Regions from separate parts of the Lactuca sativa genome. Here region 2 is linked to region 1. The links are chromatin contacts, called in public Hi-C maps. All regions are on one chromosome and are shown on one strand. The core of a region is the stretch at or near the end of the contact, and the rest is flanking DNA. Distances in the headings are between cores, read along the strand shown. Region 1 holds the start of LOC111886469. Region 2 holds the start of LOC111886531 (golgin candidate 6).

The links. A called contact is a pair of places that touch in the nucleus more often than the background predicts.
Region 2: a contact with region 1 is called in a Hi-C map of leaf, with 6 times the contacts expected there. The contact joins the promoter of LOC111886531 here to the promoter of LOC111886469 in region 1. A contact is called at or near these places in 3 of 4 Hi-C or Micro-C datasets (bud, leaf and seed).

The regions. Positions count from the first base shown.
Region 1 is chr3:12,026,974-12,034,682 of Lsat_Salinas_v11, reverse strand. It overlaps LOC111886469, which reads right to left and starts at 3,202. Exons shown (of 4, transcript XM_023882711.3): 1 at 2,977-3,202; 2 at 1,914-2,078; 3 at 1-1,799. The coding sequence starts at 1,958.
Region 2 is chr3:12,187,172-12,194,880 of Lsat_Salinas_v11, reverse strand. LOC111886531 (golgin candidate 6) reads right to left here and starts at 3,029. Exons shown (of 19, transcript XM_023882789.3): 1 at 2,844-3,029; 2 at 2,474-2,548; 3 at 2,334-2,386; 4 at 1,671-1,798; 5 at 1,545-1,594; 6 at 1,019-1,165; 7 at 848-921; 8 at 710-779; 9 at 567-620; 10 at 373-468; 11 at 213-263; 12 at 36-122. The coding sequence starts at 2,494.

The DNA.
Region 1 (7,709 bases), core at 1,953-4,452:
TTAGATACTTGTTCTGCCAAAACTACACTGGAAATGGAAATTTCATCGGTTCCCTTTTGAGAGGAGGCCATATCAGTGTTGGATCTTATTCTTGAAGAGCTTTCTGGTGCTACACATTGGGAATTGTGTTCATGTTCGTTTTCGTTTTCTCTATTGTCGGTGTCACCCTCCGATCCGGATCCTTCCCATGTCTGTATGCTTGATTCCCCCCTCACCTCTCCATCTTCAAATTGAGAATCATATCCAACTGACAACTCCTCTACATTATCAACCTCACTTCCTTGAATGTCACTAGGAAAATTCTCAATACCATTGTCCACACCCACCTGGCATGCCTCTTTCTTATTATAGCTTACAGATGGTGGAGTTGATGCTGACTTTTCAGGTTTGACTTGAAGAGCATCAGAACAAGGTTGATCTTCTGGTAACACTGATGATTGTATGGCAAGAAGTGAACCAATGGCAGACTGGTTTATTGCTTTGTAAGCATCTTGGGGAGTCCTTGGACTCCCTTTGTCAATCAAATTCTCCATGGTCATACAATTGCTAGTAATTAATCTTTTGACCTTAGTTTTATCATCTTCTTCAAAACTAGTTCCACTTTGATGAACTTCATTTTCTAGAGAGGCCACAGTGACAAGTGATAAATTAAGATTCTCATTCTCGGTTGTTTGTAGTGGAGTAGTAATAGCATGATTCACATTACTCCCTGAAACAACGTTTTCTTCTTCTTCTTCTTCCAAGGGACGTGAGTTTATGGAAGGATTAAAACCCAGGGGTAGAGAATAGTCCAATGAAAAGCCTGTGTTAGCAGTCATAGGAAATACCAAATCATTACCATTCTTGTGATTCACATTCACGTGGTTTTTGGAAATGTCACATGTTGGATGCTCCACTTTGACAATACTAGGAACAGCATTATTGGAAATATCAAGATTTTGAGCGTGCAAGGATTTTATATTGTTGACTGTAGCATGAGGAGAAGCCCTGGGAATAACACTAGTAAACAACAGTTTGTTGATATTTTTACTGTTTGGTTTGCGTTCTTCTGATTCTTTTTCATGAATTGTATGAGGTAAACTTCTCAAGTTAGTTAAACTTTTATTGACTAAGTTTTCAGATGCACTTCCAGATACCTGTTCTTGCTTACAAACTTTAGAATTTCCTTCCTTACAGGTGTTGTTTCCCTCAGGGAATGTTGTTTGTATGTTGTGGTCACATTCTGGTGATTCTTCCCATGCCATTACAGTATTCAAGTCCCAGTTTAATCTCTCATCACAAACAGCAGACTTCTGCCCCTGACTTATTACTTGATTGTCTGGGGTGGAATTATCCACTCTAGCCTTGTCTGGAGAAGAACAATCACCATCTTTAAATGGAACTGTTGATGTATGTAATCCAGTTTCTTTAACAGAAATATTAGGCAAGTTCACACTGTTTGGTTCAAGTTTTATAGTGGCACGAGCTTCAAGACTCTTTGTCCCATATGAGCCTAAAGAAATGCCACAAATATCATCACCAGATTTTGGAAACTTTTCTCCATGCACTTTATTATCAATACTACCATTTTGACACAGGGAAGCCACTGTCAAAGATTCAGCAGATGGGCAGCTTGCAGCTGGTTTTGGTTGGATCTGCTGATTTGAAGAATCAAGACATGCTGCAGCACTTTCAGGCATATCTGAGGATGCAGTGTTGTTATGAGGTGGAGATGAAGTTTTAAATACAAATCTCCTTTTCTTAATTGGTAAATGTTCAGCCTTCTCACTGAAGCGACATCCAAGAACAGGGACTTCCAACTGCAGTTCAAGGAAACAGGAAAACTATGAAATTTTGGAAAGTAAAGTTTTTTAGCTAAAAGCATCAATATTAACAAGACATCATCTGAACTAACTGGATTAGGTGAGATTCACCTTGTCAGATCCGGAAACAGGCATTTCCAACCCTTTTGAAGACATGGTGAGTAGTAGTTCTCCACCAGCTATATGAAATATATCTGAGTTCCACGGCCTCCTTTATGAAGTCCTATAACCCTTTGAGACCTTTTTCCAAGTCAAGTCACAAGTAAGTAGCCCAGTCTGCAGTCCAGAAGAAAAGAACATCCTTCAAAATGTGGCATAACATCAAAAAAATGCTATAATGGTTCATATTAGGTAATTTCAAAGTCCCACACTATTAGATGTGGGATCTTATTGTTCCAATGGGAAGATATATCGAGTATACAGAAGCTGATTAGGCAGGCATATCCTTCAACATGAAAAACATGGAACTTCTATACATAACCAATTGTTCTAAACCCAATTCATGGAAAAGGATTACAGTGTCAAAAAGTGCATTCAATACAGGGCAGAATAGAATAGTAACACTTGAGAAGAAATAAAAAACCCTAAGAATAAAATACTCAAGAGGGAGAACACCGCACGCTGTTTTGCCCTGTAAATCTGTAACTGTTTCCACTTGGTTTAATCCTTTGAACTAATATCTAAGGATATTAAATACCACAATTACTGAACCTAGATCGTGCTACATCATTAGTAAAGATAGACGAGTAAATGAACATCCCAGTTGAGCAAGAAGATATAATTTCACAACTTGGCTCCCTGAGAACGTAATTGAAGATCCGGCAAAGCTTCGGTGTAACGTCTATGTCATGAACTCGTCGAAATTAACAGATATATAGTAAAACAAAATCTTAACGAAGGCACTCAATGAAGTCTCAGGCACACGGAATTGAAACAGATAAAAACCAAAGCACTGATATTTCTTCAAGCAGAACCATTACCAGTCCCAAACTCGTTCATTGTTCATTCCAGCACTTCGAACCGGACAAGCATCAGTTTCTCGAAGCAAATAACTTCCATTTTATTTCGTTTCAGATCTACCAACTGAATCGATCTAATACCAAAACCATTCGAATCTCAACCACAACATAAACAGACATACATATGTAATACAAAAAGGTAGGGTTTCGGATACCTGGCGGAAAATCAAAATATACAGATCAAACGAGTCTCGTCAATCCAAACTTTGGCGAACTATTACTATTGGAAAAACAAAATTTTGATCATCAGTGATGCACACAATCGAAGCAAAGAATCGCGCAATCGAGTGGCCTATCGATGAAGGAATGAGGCTTATCGCTGTATATATACAGCGATTATGCTCGTATTCACTAATCACCACGTCATGCTCCATTGTAATATCTTGACGGTTTTGTCCTTGGTTCTTTCTAAAACTACGGTTCACCCTCCCCAACTAATAAATTGAGTTTCTTCGTCATTAATCATCAGTCAAACGAAATAAATGATAAAGATCTAGAAAAAGTATCTTTGATTGTGAAGATTTCCTAAAATATGCTTTGGTTATATAAATTGTCTTCCACAAAAACATACAATTAAATGTTACGAGACTATAAAATTAATTAATAGAAAATAACCATAATTTTGTTTTTTTCCATAAAATAACTAAAAAAAATCATAATAATCACATTTTTAACAATTTATCATTTGCGAAAATCTAGCTGATATGCGATTCTTCTTCTTCTTCTTTTTTTTAGATTTTTGCACGTCACCTTATAATTGTGAGAACCATAAGAGTCTAATGATTGTTATAAAGTTTGTATGAAAATTTTATTTTTTTTTTCATAATTTTCACCGAATAACCTATTTTGAAACAAAAAATATATGACTTCCTGACATTCAAATTATGAGCGTAATATGTCAATGGATAAACCTTGTTATGAAAAAAACACAATTAATTTTTTTTAATTAAAACGAAGTTCGTATTTAAAAGTTATGAAAGATCGAGTTGAGTTTTTTTATATTTTACACCGAATAGCCTACTTTGGAGCTAAAAGATTATGACGTCCCATCATCAAATTTTAGAGTTCAATATGTCCATAGATTTCCCTTGTTACAAATAACACGATGAAGAATAATCAGCTTAACCAGAGTTCACAAAAAAGAGTTCTAAATGTTTGAAGTTAACACAAAAAATGAGATTTTCGCTAGTTACCATATGCGAAAATTTCAAGGTCAACTATGCAAATCATGGCTTTTTAGTCATTTTTCGAATTTTTGGCTATTTTTTAGGAAAAGGACCTTGAAAAAATTGGCTATTATGATCATTTTCTTTAAAAGTAACGGTGTATTTATCGAAAATATTGAAATTCCCCGGCATAAATCTTAATCTGAATATTGGATCAAGAAACTCTAAAAATTGCAGAAGAAATGTAAACTACTAAAAATAAAATATAAAGATAGTATATATTTTAGACTAAATAAAAATACATTAATGTGGGTGCTCAAGCATCTAACGTCTAATAAATATAAATATAAAAAACATTTAATAGTATATCATTCTTCAAACTAAAATGAAAAGGGTTAATAACTTAGGAGGTGATAAGGTTTTAATTTTGTTCATATTAGGTTTTTAAGGTTTTTTTATACATATTACATCAACATGGTTGTTATATAACCGTTTAAAAAAGATAATAAGCTTTTAATTTTATACATATTAGGTCTCTAAGGTCTTTTTTATAAATATTGCACCAACATGGTGACGGGTAATAAGGTTTTAATTTTGTCCACATTAGGTCCATATTTTTAATATTTTTATCATTTCATCTAAATCTTTTACAATTTATATTAGTATCTAGTTAGATGGCTTTATCATTTCATCTTCTCATTTTAGTCGTCTATTCACCACAATCACGGTTTCAATTGAAATGTTACATAACAATTGTCATTTTAACAACACACACACACAAAAAAAAAAAAAAAAAAAAAAAAAAAAAAAAAAAAAAAAACCTAATAATAATAATAATAATAATCAGTGTTAATGATTAAGGCTATGTTTTGCGCGCCACAACTAGCTGATAAGGTGGTTTATTTTTTCGATCTTTTTTAAGTTGTCATGTTTGGCAAGCCAAAAAATTAGCTTATAAACTAGTGTTTTAAAAAGCTACTTAGATTAGTTTTTTAAAAGTTTTTTTTTTAATTTTCCAGATATACCCATTAATTAATTAAGAAAATATAGCTTTTTAAATGTCCTTTTATGTCATTATATAAATTTCTAATAGCTTATAAGTCAGTGGAGGAGCCAAGATCAAAATAAGAGAGTATCCCCGACAAGTAACGGGGTATCCCCGATAAGAAAATATATTTAATCCATTTTGCATCTCAGAATCGATAGTACTTTGCTGTTTTTGAGATAGTTTTTTCTCCATATTCATCATCACCTACAACAATAGCTAAAAAATGTTAGCTCAGCTACTTTGTATGCCTGTTTACAATTCTGCTTTGTATGCCTGTTTACAATTCTGGTTTGTCATATAAATCATTTGTGTAATCCATTGTATCTCTCTGTGTCCATATTGCTCTGTAAACTGTATTCTGATGGGTTTGTATGCTTTAAAGATACTGATATGTAGTAATTTAATGAATTGGATGACTAACATGTTAAGTATGTGATAAAAGCAAACGATATTTTTAAGATATTGATATGCATAATTAACGTATAATTAACGTATATGTATAATGGTAAGGTCATTAAAAAAATTGAATTTCAGTATGCTAGAATACATACCATTATGCTCTTTTTTTTCTAGGGGTATATAAGTCTTTTAAACGTAATCATATGTTTACATTGCATTAGCATAATGGTGTGAATTACAATTATAACCACCAGATGTTAAATATCGTTTTTCAGATTTATCTTCGAAATTATACGATTTCATCGAATGATGATGATCATGCATGGTTCTTCTGTTTTATCATAAATCCTGTCTACTACCCTTCTACTGGATCCATGGTTATGTTCATGGATATGGTCTCTTCTTTTAGTGTAGTTTTACTAAAATTAATATTCATGCTATTGTAACTGTTCCATTTTTTGTTACAGTGATATTTGCTATTACTGTTTATGCATAGAGAAAATATTTCAAACACTAATTTAGATGATAATTGTAAAGCCGCCAAAGGACCGAATACTCGTTGTGTATTCTCTTTATATCAAGAATCAATATTCACATCAAGAGTTCCACCGCCTCCCTCGACAAATACGGTTTTGTTTTCCTTTTTTATGCCCTCTCTTTACATAAACGATTTTCTTTTAATTTAAAAATAATTTTACATAAATATACATTTTTATCTAAATTTACCTAACTATATATCACGAAAATGCTAATTACTTTATCTATATTTGGAGAATTATTATAAGCAAAATTAATGATTATTATAATACGTATCTAAAATAATAAAAAGAATAAGAACCTAGGAAATATTTAAATAACAAATATTTGATATAAATATAATTCTTATCATTAGTAACTTAAAAACTAAACTTATTATGATAGATAATAAGCATACCCTTAAAACCTTTTGCCATAGATATTAGGGTATATGGCTTAGGGTATATGGCTCAAAATACTCGCTATTTGAATTATTTGCATATGGTTGTTTAAAATTGGTGGGAATTAGAGCTACAAGTACGGAATTTGGGATTTCATTATTAGATATCAAGAAAATAGTAATTAAATTTACAAATAAATCATAACAGAGGAGATTAAGGTCTTGTATGGTGAATCAAATTAATGAATTTTAGATAGATATGGTGGAACCTTTACATGTTTTCAATGTCTTCAATGGAAACACAACTAACACGGCAATTACTTTTTCCATATTGCCCATAAATATCAAATCTTTTTCTGACATAAAATGAGTTTACCAACGCCCCTTATTATTCAAACCTTCTACGTTTAAAAGTTAAAACAAACAGAAATTAAGACCTCAAAAGATGACACACACATCGATTTGTTTTTCCCATTCCTTCAATATCGCCTTCATTCGATCGTTTTTCACCGTTGCATTGAAGTTGTTCTTTTTCATGATAATGATTAAGCGATTAACCTTTGAATTCAACATATTATATTCGTTATTTTCCCATTCCTTCAATATCACATTTGGTCAATCGTTTAACAACTATTTAGAATATGTCATTACTAATTTTTAGTAATTTGGGTTCAAATACAAACTTATGCAATAAAGTCTTTGCTTATATGTAAAAGTATTACTTTAATAATTGCTTCATATTTAGAATTTGATATTTTTTTTAATAAACTTGTATAATACACGAGTCTTACACCTAGTAGACATTGAAGTTCTCCCATTTGTTTGATTAATTTTTTTTCTCTGACATTTGTGAATATTTCACACATATTGCCTTTTGTTTTGCTTATTGCTTATCAATTCGACTTATCAGATCACTTCAATTCATTATACGTTTATGGTATACACATTTGTTGCTTCATTAAATCTATAATGGAGTACACTTCGGGCAATAAAAGTAATGTTGCACAAGATCACCCATCCATTGGACGTTACTAAATTCTATTTACTTCATTAGTATTGTTATACAAATGTTTTTGATGAATATGTTACGTTGTAATGCCCGCAGATTCGGTGATGTGTGTAAATGCACTAGTTTTAATCCTACTACTTCAAACACAAAATAAACACACGAAAGGCAGTGTACCTATCAATTAGCAATATAGTTCAAGCAAGTAGGGTATCGAACACAGGGAACGATAACAATTAAGATTAACTACTAGAATTACCTAACTAAGAACAAGTAATAAAAGATGGGTTTCTCTAGTTTTGCAAGACTAGAAACTTAAATGAGCAAATAACACTTAAACAAAACAATTAACA
Region 2 (7,709 bases), core at 1,780-4,279, 160 kb before region 1:
ATAAACTGATAAGTACTTAATGTATGAGTAATGACCTTTTGCTGAGTAAAGCTGTATGTGGTTCCTCTTAGCTTCAAAATTGATATTATCGAGTCAAAGCCTATAGTCTCCCTCAGCAACACCTACACAACCTCTTTAAACTGGTAAAAAGAAACAAAATGAATAAAAAAAAACTTCACTGCAGTAAATCTTTTAAAAAAAGAAACCCAAACCTGATTTGATGCGTTGTTACGAAGGAGATTGTTTAACAATTCAAGACAATCCTGTGAGGTTACAAAAATATTGGAACAAATTCAAAATTCTGGCATAACAAGTTGAACAAAAACAACAGGAAACCATTGATGGTATAGAGTCAACTAAATGACTAATCACCTGGACAACAACACCCCCTTCTGAACCTCCCTCTTCTTTAATGATACTGAAAATCTTCTCAAAAGCACCCTCAAAAACCAAGATTTTTTGGATTTCCTAGTATACCAATCAAAGGACATTAGACAGGAAACAGAGAGTAATGTAACTTTATTGTTAAATAAAGAATTTGGCACTAAATAGGGGAAAAAGATTACCTCTGCTTCACGAGTCAAGTAGGTGAGAAGTAACAAGGCCTCATTCCGTATGACCTACAAGGCAATCAACATAGTGTTTAAGGATAAAAGAAACATTAAACATCATATAAATTAAAGATTTCAACAGATATACCAGTTCATACCTCCCGATCCATAAGCATATCCATAAGCCGAGTTATACCACGGGGGATTGTAAGAATGACTTCCTGTAACCTGAAGGGGACCTCAGTATATGAAATAAAAGGTAAAAAGAAGAAAGAAAAAGAGGGTAGGACACATACCTAATGGGAGAATTTGTTAAAAGGGCAGTCAAAAGTTGAAGTGTATAATATCTTATATAGAAGTCATCCTCTCCCTGTAAACATACTTGATTACAAATCACAGACCATGGAACAAAAAAAAATCAAGAATTCATTGTCTGAGGTGAATATGATCAAGATTAGAAGCCTTACAAGCAAGCTTAAAAGAAGAGAAATGCTTTGTCCATCTCTTGATAGAAGATCAGTGTTCATCAAAGCTGGTTGAACCTCATTTGCACGCAGTTTTGCATGAGCAATCGGTGTTAAGGCACTCACAAGAGTTTCTAGAGCCCCCCGAACCTTTGACAATAAATCAATATATAGCTTTATTAATTGAAAGTGGTTACACCATAAATATGATTTAAAAGAAAACATAAAGAGGAGATGACACGTGCCACACACACCCACAGTTCCAAGACTATGTGTTTCCTAGACACTTGCCTACTTGCAGTTTCTATTTGTTATCGACTAATTCTTAGATGCATATATCAAATGAAAAACAGCATAATCTCAATAAGTGGCTACTCAACTAACTCATTAGGGACTACAATGCTATTATTTGGAAATAATTTGTACTCCAATATGAAACAGGACAAAAGATATCATATTCTATAAGAGTGTAGCATATAACTGCTAGATATCCACCAAAAAAGAAAAGCTGTTGGAGAAGCCTTCAAACCATTTCAACATCATCACGTTCCTTTAAGACACCCAATAGTACAGGAAAGCCTGCAACAGACAAGAATGGATTGTGTTATGGACAAATAAAGCCTTAGATACCAGTATAAGACCAACATATACTCACCCATTTCTCCAAAAGCCAGCTGGGCAGCATGACTTTCTGCAACAACAGATTGAAGCTCTGCCATAGCATTTCTTCTATCATCAGCCAGCTGACCATTACTTATACAATCGAGCAAGCGTTCAACATAGCTACAAATGAACATCCATCCATGAAGTACATTAGCCATGAAGGAGATAAAAAGGTATCCACAACTAATTAGATAGTAATTTAATCAGCTGCTCTATGATATAACAGGTCTGTGTTATCAAGAAATGCATGTATGTAGTGCTTCATTAACAGGATATGGTTTGATTTGTTTAAATTCAAGAGAAAAGGATAAGCAATTATGCTAGCCATTATCAGAATACTGCCCATTGTCAGTGAGAAAAAAGTAGTTAATGCGTCCATGAATTATACAATAGATAGATTGCTGAAGGTATAACAAAATATAGGAACTAGCAATAGAGTAACAATATATGATCTGCAATTGCAGGATCACACCACCACTTAAAAATGATCAAATAAAAACCAAGAATTGGCACCATTGTTTTTGGTAAAACAGAGAAAATAAGCAATCCCATCCACCCCAGGTTGAGCGATGAACTAGAAACCAATATATCTGAAGTGCATAAGAAGGTAAATAATCTGCTGGCTTAAACCAACAACTGGAAAAAGAAAACCAACCTATCTTCATTGGAACTTGAATTCTCGTTTCCAAACACAAGCCCAACAACTCCCTGTATACGTATAAGCTCATTGTCAGGCATGAAAACATTCAAAATAGAGCAAACAAGAACTAGAGCACTGTAATCTCATACAATTACCTTTAAATCCATCTTTTTCATTAGAACTGGAGCAGTTCGAGAATTGATCAATAACAAAGAAAAACTACTTAGAATCTGCAAAATCCATCACAAAATAGTAAAACACCCGATTAAAGAAGAACTGTTCAAAGTTAATCAGAGAATAAAGTATCAAAATTCCTCCCGAATCTTCAGATTTCGTACAGATCAATCAATCACTCAATGCAGACTAAATAAGCTCGACACGCAACGCAATAAAACTGAAAATCGATTGATATGATCGTATTACCTCTGCAGTATACGTTTACGTAATATTTGATACAATCAGCAAAAAATAGGATGATTCAAGAACTAGAAAAAGCCCTAATTATCGATATATATTAAAACGCACCTGAGAGAGTTGGAACTTGATTAGATCGTGTAGAGAGAGACCAGGAGATGGGTCAAAGGGTCGGAACACATAATCATGTTGCTCTTTCGATCCACGACCCGGGCCTTTTTCACACGTGCAGGCCCGTTTTTTGGTACAAACATTATTTGGTTTTTCAAATGCAAAGTTACCAAGGTATTTTATTGTTATTATTTTTTTAAGTTAAACTAGGGATATTTCGTGTTTCGTGGCAGGTGGAAGAAATTATTTGGCGTTCGTTATATATATATATATATATATATATATATATATATATATATATATATATATATATATATATATATATATATATATATATATATATTTGCGTGTGTAAGTTTCGTGGTGGTTAATGCTTTCGTCTTGTATATTTATATAATGTTTGGAGACAGATAAAGGAATATGGTAAAACAACATACATTTATCTCAAGAAGCAAAGCATTACATAAGTGGATGGTGAGGGGAGTAAATCAGAAGATAAACAAACATTTGAACAATCATATTTTTTAAACAAAAGAAGTTTCTTCAAACTTGTTTGAAACCAAAAACTATAAACAATTCAGTTGGGCAACGTCCAGCTTCGTTTTTGTGAGGTAGCAATGAAAAACGGCGTGACCACTGGGACCCCCCCCCTCCCCTCTCCCGTCATGTGGCCCTTTGTTGGCGTTGTAACGATCAAGAACGCACCATTTTTTTCTCCATTTTGACAGTTGAAAAACATTAACATTTTAAAAAGAAAAAAAATTACCTATAAATTTGTAAAATCGTTTATAAATTTAATCACCACTTTTCTTTCTATTCCATATACTTTCAATACATTAAAAAAATGAATCTGTTAAAAAAAATGAATTCGTTCGATGATAGTGATAACGATGATATGTTCGTCTTTATGATGTACGGATATTACACGAATGTGCTACTACAACCAAATTCAACCTCTTTATTAATCAGATGTATGGACGTTAAACAGGGATCACAAAGAAAGGCACATACGTCTAGTTCACGATTATTTTGGATGATTGTGTCTACCATCTACACGATTTCAAAAGAAGGTTTCGTTTGCGGAAAAATATTTCTGTTCGGATAACCAACGCGTTGGAAAGCATGTATTGTTTTTTTTTTTTTTTCAAATATAGCTTTTACATAATTTAAATACATTGTTTCTTTCAAATATAGCTTTTACATAATTTAAATACATTATTTCTTTCGAATATAACTTTTAAATATTAAATATAAATTTATGTATGAATTTTTCCAAATGAGATATGATGCTAGAGGTAAGCGAGAATTCACATGGTTGCAAAAATGTGTTGCCGTAATTAAGCTTATGGCAATGCGAGAGTCGTCTAATTCGATTGACGATTATATGAGAATGTCTTAGAGAACTGTAAGAGAAAGTTTGTATAGATTGGCGATAGGTGTTGTCGAAACCTTCGGTGACGTTTATTTGTGCAAACATCCGTTGAATGATATACAACAACTATATGTGGCGCATGAAGAAAGACACGATTTTTCGGGTATGCTTGGAAGCATTGATTGTACACACTAAAAATGGAGAAATTGTCATGTGGCGTGGACAGGTCAGTACACAGGAGGTCATCATGGAGCGCCTTCGTTGGTATTAGAGATTGTTGATTCATAAGATTTATGGATTTGACATGCTTTTTTCGGGGTTGCGGGTTCGAACAACGACGTTAACATTCTTGATCAGTCACCAATATTTGACGATATTTTGTTAGGAAAGCCATCAAATGCTCATTTCACAGTGAATGGAAATGAATATAAGTTTGGGTATTACCCTACGGATGGAATATATCCAGCATATTCTACATTTGTGAAGGCGTTTTGACACCCAGTGGAACCAAGAGACAATTTTTTCAAGAGAAAACAAAAAGGAGCACGTAAGGATTTGGAACATGTTTTTGGAGTTCTAAAGTCGAAATGACACATAGTTGAACATGCAGTACTACCATATAGGTTAGACGTTCTACAAGATATTATGTATACATGTATCATAATGCATAACATGGTGGTTGAAGATAAAAGACGAAATATTGTGAAGTATTCGGCTTCAGAGCCTATGCGCATGCAAGTTCAACCCGGTACAGCGAAATATTTACATAGGCTCGTAGCTCTTCAATACGCACGAAAACACAAGCAACTTCGAGTATATCTGGTTGATTTTATGTACAATGGAAATGAAAATGAATAAATTAGGGGCAAAATGTATAATTTTATTTTGTTTTTAAATGTTGTTTTTTGTTGTAATGTTTTTTTAGATTTTTAAATGTTATGTTTAATTAAAAAATTAGGTTTTATTTAAATAACATGTTTTAATTAATTTTGTGTTTATAAATATAAAAAATTAAATCGAAAAAAAAATGATGACATGGAGTGTTATAACTAGTTGCCCATTTCCTTCATTTGGTGTTATAGCAACATATTGACATGGCATGTGAGGTGGCAACTTTTGGGTGTGATAACTAGTTACACACACCAACTAGTCTAACGCAGTAATACAAAACAAATTGGAAATTACTTACAGGAAAATATAATTAAAATGTGTTAGTTTGTCTAGGTTTTGGATTTAGAGTTTTGGTTGGGACACGGTGCGGTCTATTGGTGTTTGCGGCGCAGTGGCCGCCATAGCCCCAAAACCCCAGGACTTGGGCTTTGTGCCCTATTTAAACAATACTAACCCCTATGGTTTCTGTAAAACTTTAGCTTCCTTCTTCCAAGACGAAACCATAGCCCTCATCTTGCTTTTTGAAGCTTTAAAGGAGTTTTTGAAGACGAAAGAGAGCTTGTAAATCTTGGAGAAGTTGGCTATAGAGAAGTTTCCACCTTTTAGTCTCTCCTTCTGCATTGTAAGTGACAAAGTTTACTGTTTTATTTGGTTTTATGCATAGATATAAGATCTATCTTGGTTTTTGGTCATTTTTTGTCATTTTGACCTTATGTTCCTGGATTTTGAACAACTCCAAAACTTTGGACAGAAAATATGCATGTTTCCCTACTTTAGAAAGAATAAAAACGAGTGTGATTGGTTTCTTTTGCAACCATGCAAAAGACTATCAACTTAAATGGACTTAATCAAGTTAGGGTTGCAGATTAGGATGAATTTTAGCCCTTGGAATGGTAATGTTGGAGACTTTATCCATTAATTCACTAAAAAGAATTAGATCCGAAGATATTAGCCTTGATATGTATAGATTAAGTGCTTAATGAATTAAGTGTCTTGTCAAGGGAACTGCGGAAAGGATTGGGAAATTCCACAACATGGGAATTAGATGGTATCCACGATTGTTTTTATGCAAGAAGGATGTTCAAAGGAATGTACTTTGAATACGAGACTCCATGACTATAGAATTGTCTTGTTACAATCTCCAATAAAGTATTTTGTAATTTCATTGGCCGAGTCTTGGTGACTTTTGTGCCATGACATTACGAAAGGACTGTTGCATAAAAAGTTAGAATCTAACATATTCTAGTGGTGGGGAGAATTTTGTATTCTTCCACTAATGGATTAGGAATTGTGAAATGAGTGTGATTGAAAATGTTATTCAATTATACTATTTCACAAAGTAAGGATCATAGGTAAACATAGTGTGCATGCTAAGAGCATGGGACAATTGTTGTTATAATTCAAGTAAGAAGTTGATTACCCGAAACAACAAATAATGAATAATCGATATGGTGATTAAATAAAATGTTTTATTTATACCCAAAGATTGGGGCCATATGAGATTAGTATTCTTGTGTTTCACTTTGCATGTTTTGACTTCCCGAATAATAAGATTATTCAAACTCTCCACAGTCGCTCATTTTTTGGAAGTAGGAATGAAAGAAGACTGTCATGAATCTGACTGTAGACTGTCTAAAGTGTTTTAGATATAGCAAAAGTTTGCTGCAGGGTTCATGAGTGCTGCTATAAGATTAGAGTATGGGATTAAACCCACGCTCACTTGGATCACTTCATGGATTTTATCACGAGTGATTGGTGAGATGATAATATCTTATATTCTTGAAACCGAGATGTGTGAGTTGTATCTTGCGAGTCGGTTACACATTGATAATATGTAAACGCACCAGTAACTTGGTGTTATAAAACATATTGTTGTGTGTGATTCGGTGAGTGAGTGCAAGCGAGCATTGAGTCGAAGTTTATTTGTTCCTTTTACCTAAAGTAGGATAAAAGAGATATATGTGGGCCCCTCGATGATTTAGTGATGATACCTTAAGCGCTTGGCCAAGCCGGGACTAATTTGATGTGTTCAATTGTAGTCTGTTGTCAGTCGTCGTAAATCGGAAATTGGGAAACATCACATAGACAGAGAGAATGATTTAAATCCATGTCTCAGTCTATACGATATCTAGAATAGAAGAATATATGATCCCTTATCTAAAGGACGCGTATCCGATAAGATCAGAGTTGACAGCGACTTTTGAAAGCTACGATTGCGGATCCGGATTTGAAGTCATACGCAGAATAGTTATTAGACTTATCCACGTGGGAGACTGTTGGATTAGTGTCTAAGTCCATAACTATTTTGGTATGTGCTTGACCCGATGGTGCATGATCCTTTTTGGTTGCCTTCACCAATGCAACTTGATAGGATGAATTATGGAGAGAGAGAGAGATAGAGGATTAATTATGATTTATTAATATATTATGAGAATAATATATTAAAGGAGAAATCATATTGTTTAATTAATATTAGTCAATAATTAATTAAGAATTAATTTGTGGCTAAAAGACATTAGTTAAACTTAAGGGACTAGAACTGTTAATTGTATGATAGTTGAATATGATGGGTTTGAGCCATAAGAATTTTCCTATGTGCACAT